Linked DNA regions of Xenopus tropicalis: region 2 is linked to region 1. A link is a contact called in public Hi-C data. All regions are on one chromosome and are shown on one strand. The core of a region is the stretch at or near the end of the contact, and the rest is flanking DNA. Distances in the headings are between cores, read along the strand shown.

Region 1 (5,381 bases), core at 772-3,271:
TGAAGAACAGTATTTTGGGTTTTTCAACCCAACATAATTAGCATGCTTACCATTCCTAAATGTCCTAAAAGCCAGCTACGTCTTGGAGGCTCTGGAAAACAACGCAGACGCCTGGCATTGATGATGTAAGCATAAATGTATGTCGCCATCTTAAATATGGTTCGACACATAATAAGACAGAACATGAGAATAACAGCAGCAAAAATATAAACTCGGAAAGATGTGCGACTCATATTTAGGGAGTCCAGAAAATGGTCCAAAAACGGCAACATCCTAAAGTGAGAGAGAGAAAGACAAGAAAAAGCAGAAACTTAAAACTGATTGCTGATTGGCCGCTATAGTAGGTTGACCATGTCTTATATGTCGTTTACTAATAAATCATTTTCTTAAATGCTGTTATGTTCACAGCAGTAAAGTCATATCATGATTCGATAAATAAACATTTGTGCCAGTATTTATTTAAAACGGGATCTAAACATGAATTGATATAAAAATATTCAGATCAGTCCTCTAAACACTTTTGCACTTTATGTTTATTTTTTTATTTTTAAGCAGTTTCTGAGATATTAGCAGATTTAGACAGTTTTATAGTGCTAGGCAGGCATTAGCTCAGGGGCACTAAATGCCCCTCCCATTTGACTAGATTTGGCAGGTTATTTAAAGTTTGAACACATTTCTGGTGGTTTTGGGGTCCTGTTTTATGTGTTATTACAGTTTTGCTGAAAAAGGTGAAATTGCTCTTTAGGCTGATGCCACACTGAGTGTATGGCGTATATTTTGGGCAATCGGAAAACCGCTTGCCGAAAATACTGCCATACGAATGAATGAAATATGCTCGGGTGCAGGCACATGTAGCCGATATCCGCCGAAGATACAAAGTCTTGCGTTTTTTGGTGGATATCGGCTACATGTGCCTGCACCCGAGCGTATTTCATTCATTCGTTCGGGTGCAGGCATAAGGTAAGCGAAACCTACAGTAGCGGAGCATATTCTCAGCAAGCGTTTTTCAGCTTGCCGAGAATACACCCATGTGGCATCAGCCTTATGCTGCAAGTCTCAGTTCCGCTAAGAGACCTGTTTAGCTTATTAGTTACAATTGTGTCTCAGTGCAGGTGGGGATTTTTACCTTTCTGGGCTCTCTGCCAAAACCTACTTATTTAATTAAGGCTGATGCCGGACGAGGCGTAGGGCGGATATTTTCAGCAAGCGGAAAAGTGCTTTCCCGAAAATCCCGCCCTATGCCTCCTACTTGTGCCTGCACCTGTATGAACAGGATAAGCTCGGGTGCAGGCACATGTAGCAGAAATACGCTTAAAAACACAAGAGTTTGAAAGCCTCACGTTTTTATGCATATTTCGGCTACATGTGCCTGCACCCGAGCGTATTCCATTCAATCAGGTGCAGGCACATTTTGGAGGCATAGGGCAGTATTTTCTGCAAGCGTTTTTCTGCTTGCCGAAAATATCTGCCCTACACCTCATCTGACATCGGCCTAAAAGCGATAAACAATGTTTCTAAGTGCAGGTGATGCTCATTAAGATTTCTGGACTCTCTGCCAAAAGCTACTTTTAATTAAATTTGTATATTTTTTAGCATTCAGTGTAGGAGATTAAAAGAAAATGAGGGACTTTTCAGTAAGAATACGGGACTGAGGGTTAAACTGCGGGACAGTTTGGAGGTATGGTGTCATGTTCCTGAATCATAATTATCCCTGCCAGCTTTAAAAACAGCAATAGAAGATCTTTGTTTTTTTTCAAAGCAGTCTTGGAATTATGCTGGAATTTTGCATGGAAAATGTATACCCAAATTGATAAATACAGTCTGGGTTTCAAAAATTGGTTCCACACATACAGGGGAAACACACTTTTGAATTTATAAGTTACATACAAAATATTTAACAGTATAACTGGTTTCAAGTAAAATAAACCATAAACCTTTCCTGAATCAGTATTTATGCCAGTTACAAGGATTGAAGTTTCTTACCTAGCAATCAGGAGAGATCCAGCAGAAACACAGTCTATATTCCAACAATATATAATCACCTCTGTGAATCTTGTTTGTTGACTTCCTACACTGCCTTTTGCTCTGGGCACGGCCTGCTTTCAGCCAATCTTACAGGTGTAGATCTGTCTCTGAACTGGTTGGGAATTGCTGCCTCACAGTGGTGTGTATCTCAAAGTGCAGTTGTGTCCTGTTACATTTTCACTTTACAGGTATTGGATCTGTTATCCAGAATATTTTGTATCAGGGATTGTGCATAAGGGATATTTTCATATCATTTCACCATACCTTAAAGGAGAATGAATGCAAGTCAAAATGTAAACAGCATACTGCCCAATAGTCCTCCTATTGTTTAGTAAAAACACCACACTTTTGGCTCACCTAATCAAATATTTACTCAGTCACACTTACTTCACATTTTCTAGAACAGGCAGCCATCTCTAAAAAGGTATTCTCCCTTCCTTTCCCTCCTTGCTTCATACTGCACATGTTTCATTCCCTCCCCCCCTCCCCTCTGGCAGATCCGCTTCTGATTGGCTGGTGGGCATGTGTAGCTCAGAACAGGAGACAGGATCAAGTTACACACATGCTCAGAGAATAGGAAGGCTGCCGCTGGCAGCCTACAGGAAGGGGAGAGAGATTTCAGTGATGTCACTGTAGTCTTCACACTGCTGTAGGCTGCCAGCACCATATCTCAGAGAAGCAAGCAGGGATCTGGGAATTTAGATATGCAGTAAGTACTTAAAAATAATGCCTTTAGACTTACTTTTAATTTATATTAACCTTTCATTGTCCTTTAAGTCTGCTAAAAAAAACATTTAAAGATAAAATTGAATTGTTTTGCCACTAATATGGATTTATGTAGCTTAGTTAGTATCAAGTATAAGGTACAGGTATCTGAACCCTTATCCGGAAACCCATTATCCAGAAAATTCTGAATTACGGCCATCTCCCATAGACTCCATTTTATTCAAATAATTCACATTTTTAAAAATGATTTCCCTTTTCTCTGTAATAATAAAACAGTAGCATGTATTTGGTTCCAACTAAGATATAATTAATCCTTACTGGGGCCAAAACAATCCTATTCGGTTTAATTAATTTTAAATAATAATTTTATTAGTAGACTTAAGATAGGAGATCTGAATTACGGAAAGACCCCTTATGCGGAAAACCCCAGGTCCCAAGCATTCTGGATAACAGGTCCCATACCTGAACTGTCATCATCAACATAATTTATTTATATACAGTAGCACTAGCAAGTTATGCCACCCTTTACTTAATTTATAGCAAACATTGGTCTTTTTAAATTAAAGGGCCCTACGCTGTTATTAGTAGTTGCTTAAAATGTATGCTATGGGATCAACTGGTGGTGAATCATGTTCTCAATTTTTTTTCCTATAATATATTGTTTATTATCTTATGAGTGTATGGATATTATTGGGTATTATGCTTTTTTTTATTATGAGGTAGCCGTCTATCATTTTGGTAAAATACATTTCTTATTGGTAACTGTATCGTTTGTTAAGTGGGACATTTACCCTGGGCATAAATATTGGAATAGACTTTATTTATGGCTTTAAATTGTATGACCTTGAACTGTAAAGGGTTAAACTCCCCTGCCAAGAGGTCATTTCTTTTACTTGAGATTGTTAAACAAAAACCTGATATTGTATATCTACAGGAAACTCATTTTACCAGCGATAGTGCTAAATTACTAAAAACTAAACCGTAATATATACCATGCGGTGGGGCAGAAAAAAAGGCTGGGGTATCGATTTTGGTAAACAACAATGTTATTTTTCAGTACCAGTACCAGCAACACTATGCAGATGCCCTGGTTAGATGCCTAATTATTTTATGCACAATTGATGGATTACCATTTATATTAACAAACTTGTATGAACCTAATGTGGGACAAAAGACTTTTCTTAGTCAGGCATTTAACACATTTTAGAACTAAAAAGGTAGGTTAATAACTGCTGGGGATTTTAATAGTGTGGAGAATTTGGCAATAGATAGGTCAAAAATATTTTCTACTGCAATTAATTATATGGATCTGAGTAATATCCTATATAATTTTGGACTATTTGATCCGTGGAGCATACAACATCCACTAATGAGGGATTATACATTCTACACATTGATTCATAAGACCTATTCTAGAATCGATTTTTTCTTAATAGATAGGGACTTAGTGGAGTCTATAAAAGATTCTAGAATTGGGAATATTACTTGGTTGGATCCCGCTCCCGTTTTTTTAAGTATAAAATCCATCTCCTCCCTGGCGGCTGAACCCTACATTACTGTCAACTCAAATGGGGAAGGACTTAATTGAGCAAAAGGTCAAAGATTGTTTTGATCTAAATGATATGGAAGATATTACAATAGCAACATTATTGTGGGCCCATAAGTAAGTTAACAGGGGGGAATTAATCAAATTGGGGTCCTTTTTGAAGAAACAAAGGGGTCAAAGATTGTCAAGAGTAACTAGGCAGCTGATAGAGTTAGAAAGATTAAACAAGATTTCTCCTTCTGAGGTTATCTCAAACAAATTGTGGTCTCTTAGGAGATAAGTGTATTTTTACTAGATCAAATGAAAATAACTTGTGGAAATTAAAGGTAGAGACATTTTATAAAGGCAATAGAGCGAATGCTCTTCTGAAATCGAGACTCCAGAAGCAATCGTTAAATAAAAGGATTTCCTATATAAAATGTAAAACATGGCGGGGGTGCAATGAGGTTGTTACCCCCAAAAAAATTTGGTTATATCTAACCTCCAGACTAAAAGCTGATGGTTCTACTACATTGATACCTTAGATATTCTTAAAAATAACTCACCAAGCATATTTTTTTTAAATAAACTAAATTGACCCCATACTATGCTATACTGTCATCCTGATCCAGGCTAATAGCTTAATATTCTTTTATGCCCAGTTAGACATCCCACTATTGTGCCCCTTGTGCCCCTCTAGTGTTAGCTGTGGGGCAAGTAATATGAAGACATCTTTCACAATGGCTAAGTGTTTAAAAATTGCAACAATTTGCCATGTGTTACAGGGAACACTAGCCAATAGACAGGGTTGGACTAGCCTTCTGGAAACTGGTGGGCCCCATCAGCCCCAGCACATCAGTTAGAAGGTGTGTAAGGAGATGAAATATGGATTTATTTCAGCATGTATATAGTTGTATATGTATTTAAGCTTTATTGGCGTTTTGTCCACTAGATGGCACCAACCTCTAGCTTTGGCCTGAAGGGGGAGCTCCCTTTAGGAGCCTATTTAAAAAGGTGTACAAGGGAGCCCTTGCACTTGCATGTTAAGAGTTTGCTGTAGGAGTAAGAGTTAAGGTAGATAGCAAGTGATAGCCAGTGATAGTCT
Region 2 (5,381 bases), core at 1,365-3,864, 190 kb after region 1:
GAATTTACACTGTTGATTCAATGTGGGCGGTCAGAAGCAGTGCACATTGTGTTCAAAGTTTTGTTTGCATTTCTCTGGTTTGATTGACAGTTCATGCTCCACTGGGTTCACAGATGACTAGAAACATATGTCCAGTCACTTTTCTTTGATGTGTTTTATGACTGGCACTTTCTGACAAACCACAGCGCTGGACAGTGAGAATTGAGTTGACACAGAGTACATCAAGGAAATGTAACTGAAAATATGGTTTCTATAATCCTCATGTACAAAAGATCAGACAATATAAACCCTTCAAGCGTCACAGATTGTAGACTGAACAATGTGTGGATAAAGGTATAAAAGTGCCAAATACCGTAGATTCTATGATCAGCAGACACATGGAAACCACTGCTTTTAAAACTACATCCTGACCCCCTGCAGCACCTCTTGCCATCTTGGGCCACATGATGGCTCTCTTGCTTGTTCTGGCAGTCCTCCAGAGTATGCCAGCCTGTACCTAGTACTAAGCATGCACACAATGTTTACACAAACACACACTTTTTTGGGAGGAAGAGGAGGAGGGCTTTTGCACATTCACTGCACACATAAAAATTGTTTTCACATTTTTTTTATTTGATAGCCTTTTGGCCAAAAAACTCCTGTTGACTTCTGTAGAAACTTAGCAGCATTTACTTGCCAAGTTTTGTCTTGCTGCTCAAGATTTGAGTTCTTTGCTACTTTTTTTGTGAATTGAAAAAAAGCGCAAACTTAAATTTTAATAAACTGGCCACTAACTTTTGTACTTCTAAATCATACAGGGTATTAAACTGCTCAGAAGACCCATCATTCATATTCACAATGTTTTATTTCTGTACCTAAGGACATGTAGGAGATAAGATGATGAAATCAGCTTTGGGGTGTGATTTGATTTTTAATAAATAAGTTAACACCTAATTGTATGTTACAGGGTGAGCATCAGGGTCTTATTTATATATAGGCACCCAAAGGCCTGTGCCTAGTGTAGCAGCTTTTTTTTAAAAAAAATAAAACCTGGCTGGTTGGCTGGCTGGCTTGCGACACTGCAAATACATTTACAGATAGCTTTTAAAACACTGAAAAAACATAATTACCGTATATAGGAAAGTTGTCTAGAATTACATTTTCTTTCAGTATGCAAAAATAGATTTCGGGTGGAGCAAATCATTTATTGCAAAAAGAGGTGTGAGATTTGTCAGTTACTAAGAACTTTATTAAAGGAGACATATTTGATAAATGGGAAACCCCTAACCCTGTAGGCAATTATGAATAATATTCGGTGCTGGTTTCCCTTTGGGCTAAACATTAATCCTATCTGTAACAATGGCCCCTTTATTGGAGCTCCCTATAGATCCTATCTCTTCTCTGCCCAAGTTTGAAATGGAGAGTGGGTGTGTCCTAACAGTCCCTGCCAGAAGCACAGTAGGAGGGGGAGAGCCAATCACAGCCCTGCAATCACACAAGCAAAGACAGGCTTCAGTTCCCTATCAGGTCAGCCTAGCTGCTGATTGGTTCCTATCCTACAGTGCAGGGTATGGAGGGCCGCCGGCTCCCCAGCTCATCCAGAGAATTCAGCCAGCAGGAAGTGGCACAGATGGGCGGGGCTAGTGGGGTTTTGGGTGGATTTCTCAATAAATCAGTCAGAAACACAACTTTTTTAAGCACAATCCTTCTATATCTAGAGGAGTATAATTCATTGGTACATTCATAATTTTTATAGGATATGTCTCCTTTAAAAACATGTATATAAAGAAGAGGGTAGAAAAACGAAATGTAAATAATTTTAATTGTCTGTTTAGCCAGATCAGCCAACAGATGTCGCTATAACCATAAAAAATAGAATCTGAAAAACCCTGTGTTGTTAATGACAAGATCAATTAGACAGCATTAAAGAGCATCTATCATATCAAAACTGTTCACCCTAACAGAACACCTCCAATGGGGAAAACAATTTTGATGTGACTTGTCACATGAACAATAAAATTGTGATTTTTTGTGTGTGTTCAGTTTAAGATTCAACCCAAGAAGTGCTCTGCAGTCCAGGAATAGGAAATGTAATTAAATTCACAGCATTGCAGCAACAAAACCACCTCATGGTTTATGTACCCCAACACCTTTTGCCGACAGTCCCTGAAGGTAAAAAACAGGGCCACCACGGAATTCATTTTTTAAATTTAGGAATAATATATAAACATATTGACTTGAAAAACAACACATATACATATATAACTTTTGCATATACCCCAGTTACGTTACACGTTTTCACACTAACACAGTATGCATCATTTCAATCTGAAATTTCCCCTCACATGTGAAACATACCTTCCACTGCTACCATTCTGAACGCACCCCACGCACCATGTCACTTCTATGTGTAGCAGGGTTGCTTAGCAACCTAATGGCACACCCATATCCGGCCATGATGCTACACCCAACACTGCCAGTTACATCGAATCCACAAACCTCAGCTATTTTCCTAAGTACCGCAAATGATTATCGGACTACATTGTAGCTGCAGTTTTCCTGAGCCAGAAAGAGTAAGTTTGGCTGCTTTAAACTTTGTATAGTGCCGCGCAAATAAGAAGCGGAAGTTCACTGGCAGCCATCTTGCTCAGCCAATGTTTAGTGCACCCATTCGCTCAGACAGCTGGTTACCACGTCACCGACATGCGTACACAGCTGTGCTTTGACTGACGCAGGGGTACATTTCACATCTTACAGAACGGTTTCTCGGCTTCTAGTGTTGTCTTTTCTGAGGCTTGCTGCATCCCATTCCTTTTTTAATCCAATGCTCCCTTCCCCAGGCATATGCATTAAAGGAATTCTTATCAAATGCGCTGATAATCTTTTGAACCTTGCCCAGTTCTCCCATCCCTTTCCATTGCAGGCAAGCAGTGAGTTGTCAATTCGAGTACAAAGTGACGTAGAATAAATCTCTAGCAGCCACATACCAGCATGTTACACAAAACGTTGTTTTTCATACCCCATCCCTCTGCCTGTCTTACAGTGAGTGTCCCTGGTGATAATTAATTGAAATTGGCAAACCCACTTTCAGAAACTGAAAATGCCTACTGTGGAAAAGAATTAAATAAAATTAAATTGCCTGCGAATTGTAACCAACAGTATTTTATTGCAATAATGAAGGATACTATAATACTAGGATAAATGTTCCGATTTGGGGACAGATGTCCATTAACATAGGGTGTGAATGCGTGTCAGTACGTTTGTGCGTTGTAACTAAGTTGTTACAGCAAATATCGATCACAAGAGAGCAGCACTAGAACACCTTCGCTTGTACTTCCTGGTTTAAGTTCCAGACATGACGGACTATTCACCTTAAGAGCTGGGTGCGGGGCTTTGAACCAATCAAATGCCGATCGCTCTCAAAGGGTGTGTAACTGACAGCTGCATTATCCAACCAGATAAGTAAGGTTATTCTGTTTATGAATGCGGACGGTGAGTGATGTAGAGAGAAGAAGCAGGTGAGGAAGAGGCTCTTACGTTCTTTGTGAATGTATATGGTTTGGGGGGATTGAGCCTTAAGTAAAACGTTACAAGCAAAAAACTTTGTATCTCTAATGGAACTAATGGTAATCCCTTCAAAACTATTCGTATGTATCTTTTTGTAGATGTGTATGTGGCAAGAAGCCGACTTGCTTATACATGATCAAAGCAGGGAAGTAACTGCGGCGGAAGCGGATGACTGTTGGTTGTGTAGGGGGCGCTCTGGAACATTGACTGGTAAGCAGTTTCAGTACATTAAGAAAAATGGCTTTCCCTAAAGTTTGGGGGGGGTCGAAAATTGTTTTGATGTGGGGACAAGTAGTTACATCACTGGATGGAAGGTTATGTATATTGTCCTTACCATAAAGAGGTTTTGATCTTGAGATAGCACAAAGTCTCTGCATGTTAAGTAATCTCTGAATGGTTAAGTGTACCAGGCACATCAAAACGGGGTGGGGTGGAGGGCGCTGATTCCATGTATTATACACATAATTGCCGCTGCTTTTATTCTGGCATGTGTTCTACTTTATATGGAATTGGCACTGTATATGTTCTGCAATGTGTCCTGGGGGTATTATGTATGGAATTGGCACTGTGAGTATTCTGATGTGTGTTCTGGGGTTATTAAATATAGAATTTGCACTGCATTTATTCTGCCTTGTGTTCTGGGCATTAAACAGGGAGTTGGCACTAATTTTATTCTGCCTTGTGTACTGGAGGTATTATATACGGCAGGGATCCCCAACCTTTTATACCCGTGAGCCACATTTAAATGGAAAATGTGTTGGGGAGCAACACAAGAATGGAAAAGTTCCTGGGGGTGCCAATAAGAGCTATAATTAGCTACCTAATAGTCCCTATGTGGACAGGCAGCCTACAGAAGGCTCTGTTTGGCATTATACTTGGTTTTTATGCAATCAAAATTTGCCTCCTTACAAGAAATTCAAAAAATAGCACCTACTTTGAGGCCACTGGGAGCAACATCCTAGAGGTTGATGAGCAACATGTTGCTCACCAGCCACTGGTTGGGGAACAGTGATATACAGAATTAGCACTTTAAGTATTCTGCCATGTGTTCTGGGGGTATAAAACATAGAACTGGCAATTTATTTCTCGTGTTCTATTGGCATTATGCCTTGAAATGGTATTGTGTTTTTCTGCTATGTGCTCTGGCCATAATAGTTAATATATGGTCATAAAAATGTATTTTTCCTGAAGTTTAAGGGACTTTAAAATGATTTTGCTTTGAGGCCCAGTATCTTCTTATGCCACTGGGTAATAAACAAGGAAATGGGCAGTGTATTTATTCTGTCATATCCTCTAAGGGCATTATCCATTATTCTATTAATTCTGCAGTGTGTTCAGGCAACATTATACATGGCAAAAGGTGAATACAACTGACACTGGCACTGCAATTATGCAGTATTCTTAGCACTGGGCCTGAGTATTCTGGGGCATTATGCATCAAAGTGACACTGTATTTATTTTACGTTGGTATATTTGTATGCAATTTAACAGTGAAACCCAGGCCTGAACTGGGATTCAAAATATGCCCTGGCATTTCAAGTACACAGAGACCCAAACAGTCCCTTACCACCTCACTAAATAGTGACTGCCATTGGCATCTTGCAGCAGCCTCTCTTGTCAGAATCCATAGATTCTCAGTCTGGTGAAACCGATAGTAGAGGATAGCTATTAGCGTCACTAAAAAAAAAATCACCTTTTGCCTATTATTATGTCTGTTGAACCTGTCACAGTAATTTATAATTTTTCACAAAAGCTGATTAGGCACATATATATGCATACAGCATTCTGTAACTGTTTGATTGTTCAGTGACAGCATGCAAGTGGGCTTGGTTTAA

The links. A called contact is a pair of places that touch in the nucleus more often than the background predicts.
Region 2: a Hi-C map of neurula embryo shows a contact between it and region 1, with 2.3 times the contacts expected there. The contact joins the promoter of stpg1 here to the promoter of cyp4f2 in region 1. A contact is called at or near these places in 3 of 5 Hi-C or Micro-C datasets (gastrula embryo, neurula embryo and tailbud embryo).

The regions. Positions count from the first base shown.
Region 1 is chr2:80,838,974-80,844,354 of UCB_Xtro_10.0, forward strand. cyp4f2 (cytochrome P450 family 4 subfamily F member 2) reads right to left here and starts at 2,022. Exons shown (of 13, transcript NM_001016020.2): 1 at 1,984-2,022; 2 at 51-273. The coding sequence starts at 272.
Region 2 is chr2:81,030,536-81,035,916 of UCB_Xtro_10.0, forward strand. stpg1 (O(6)-methylguanine-induced apoptosis 2) reads right to left here and starts at 2,615. Exons shown (of 8, transcript XM_031896897.1): 1 at 2,338-2,615. The coding sequence starts at 2,353. It overlaps nipal3 (NIPA-like domain containing 3), which reads left to right and starts at 3,657. Exons shown (of 12, transcript NM_001016927.2): 1 at 3,657-3,756.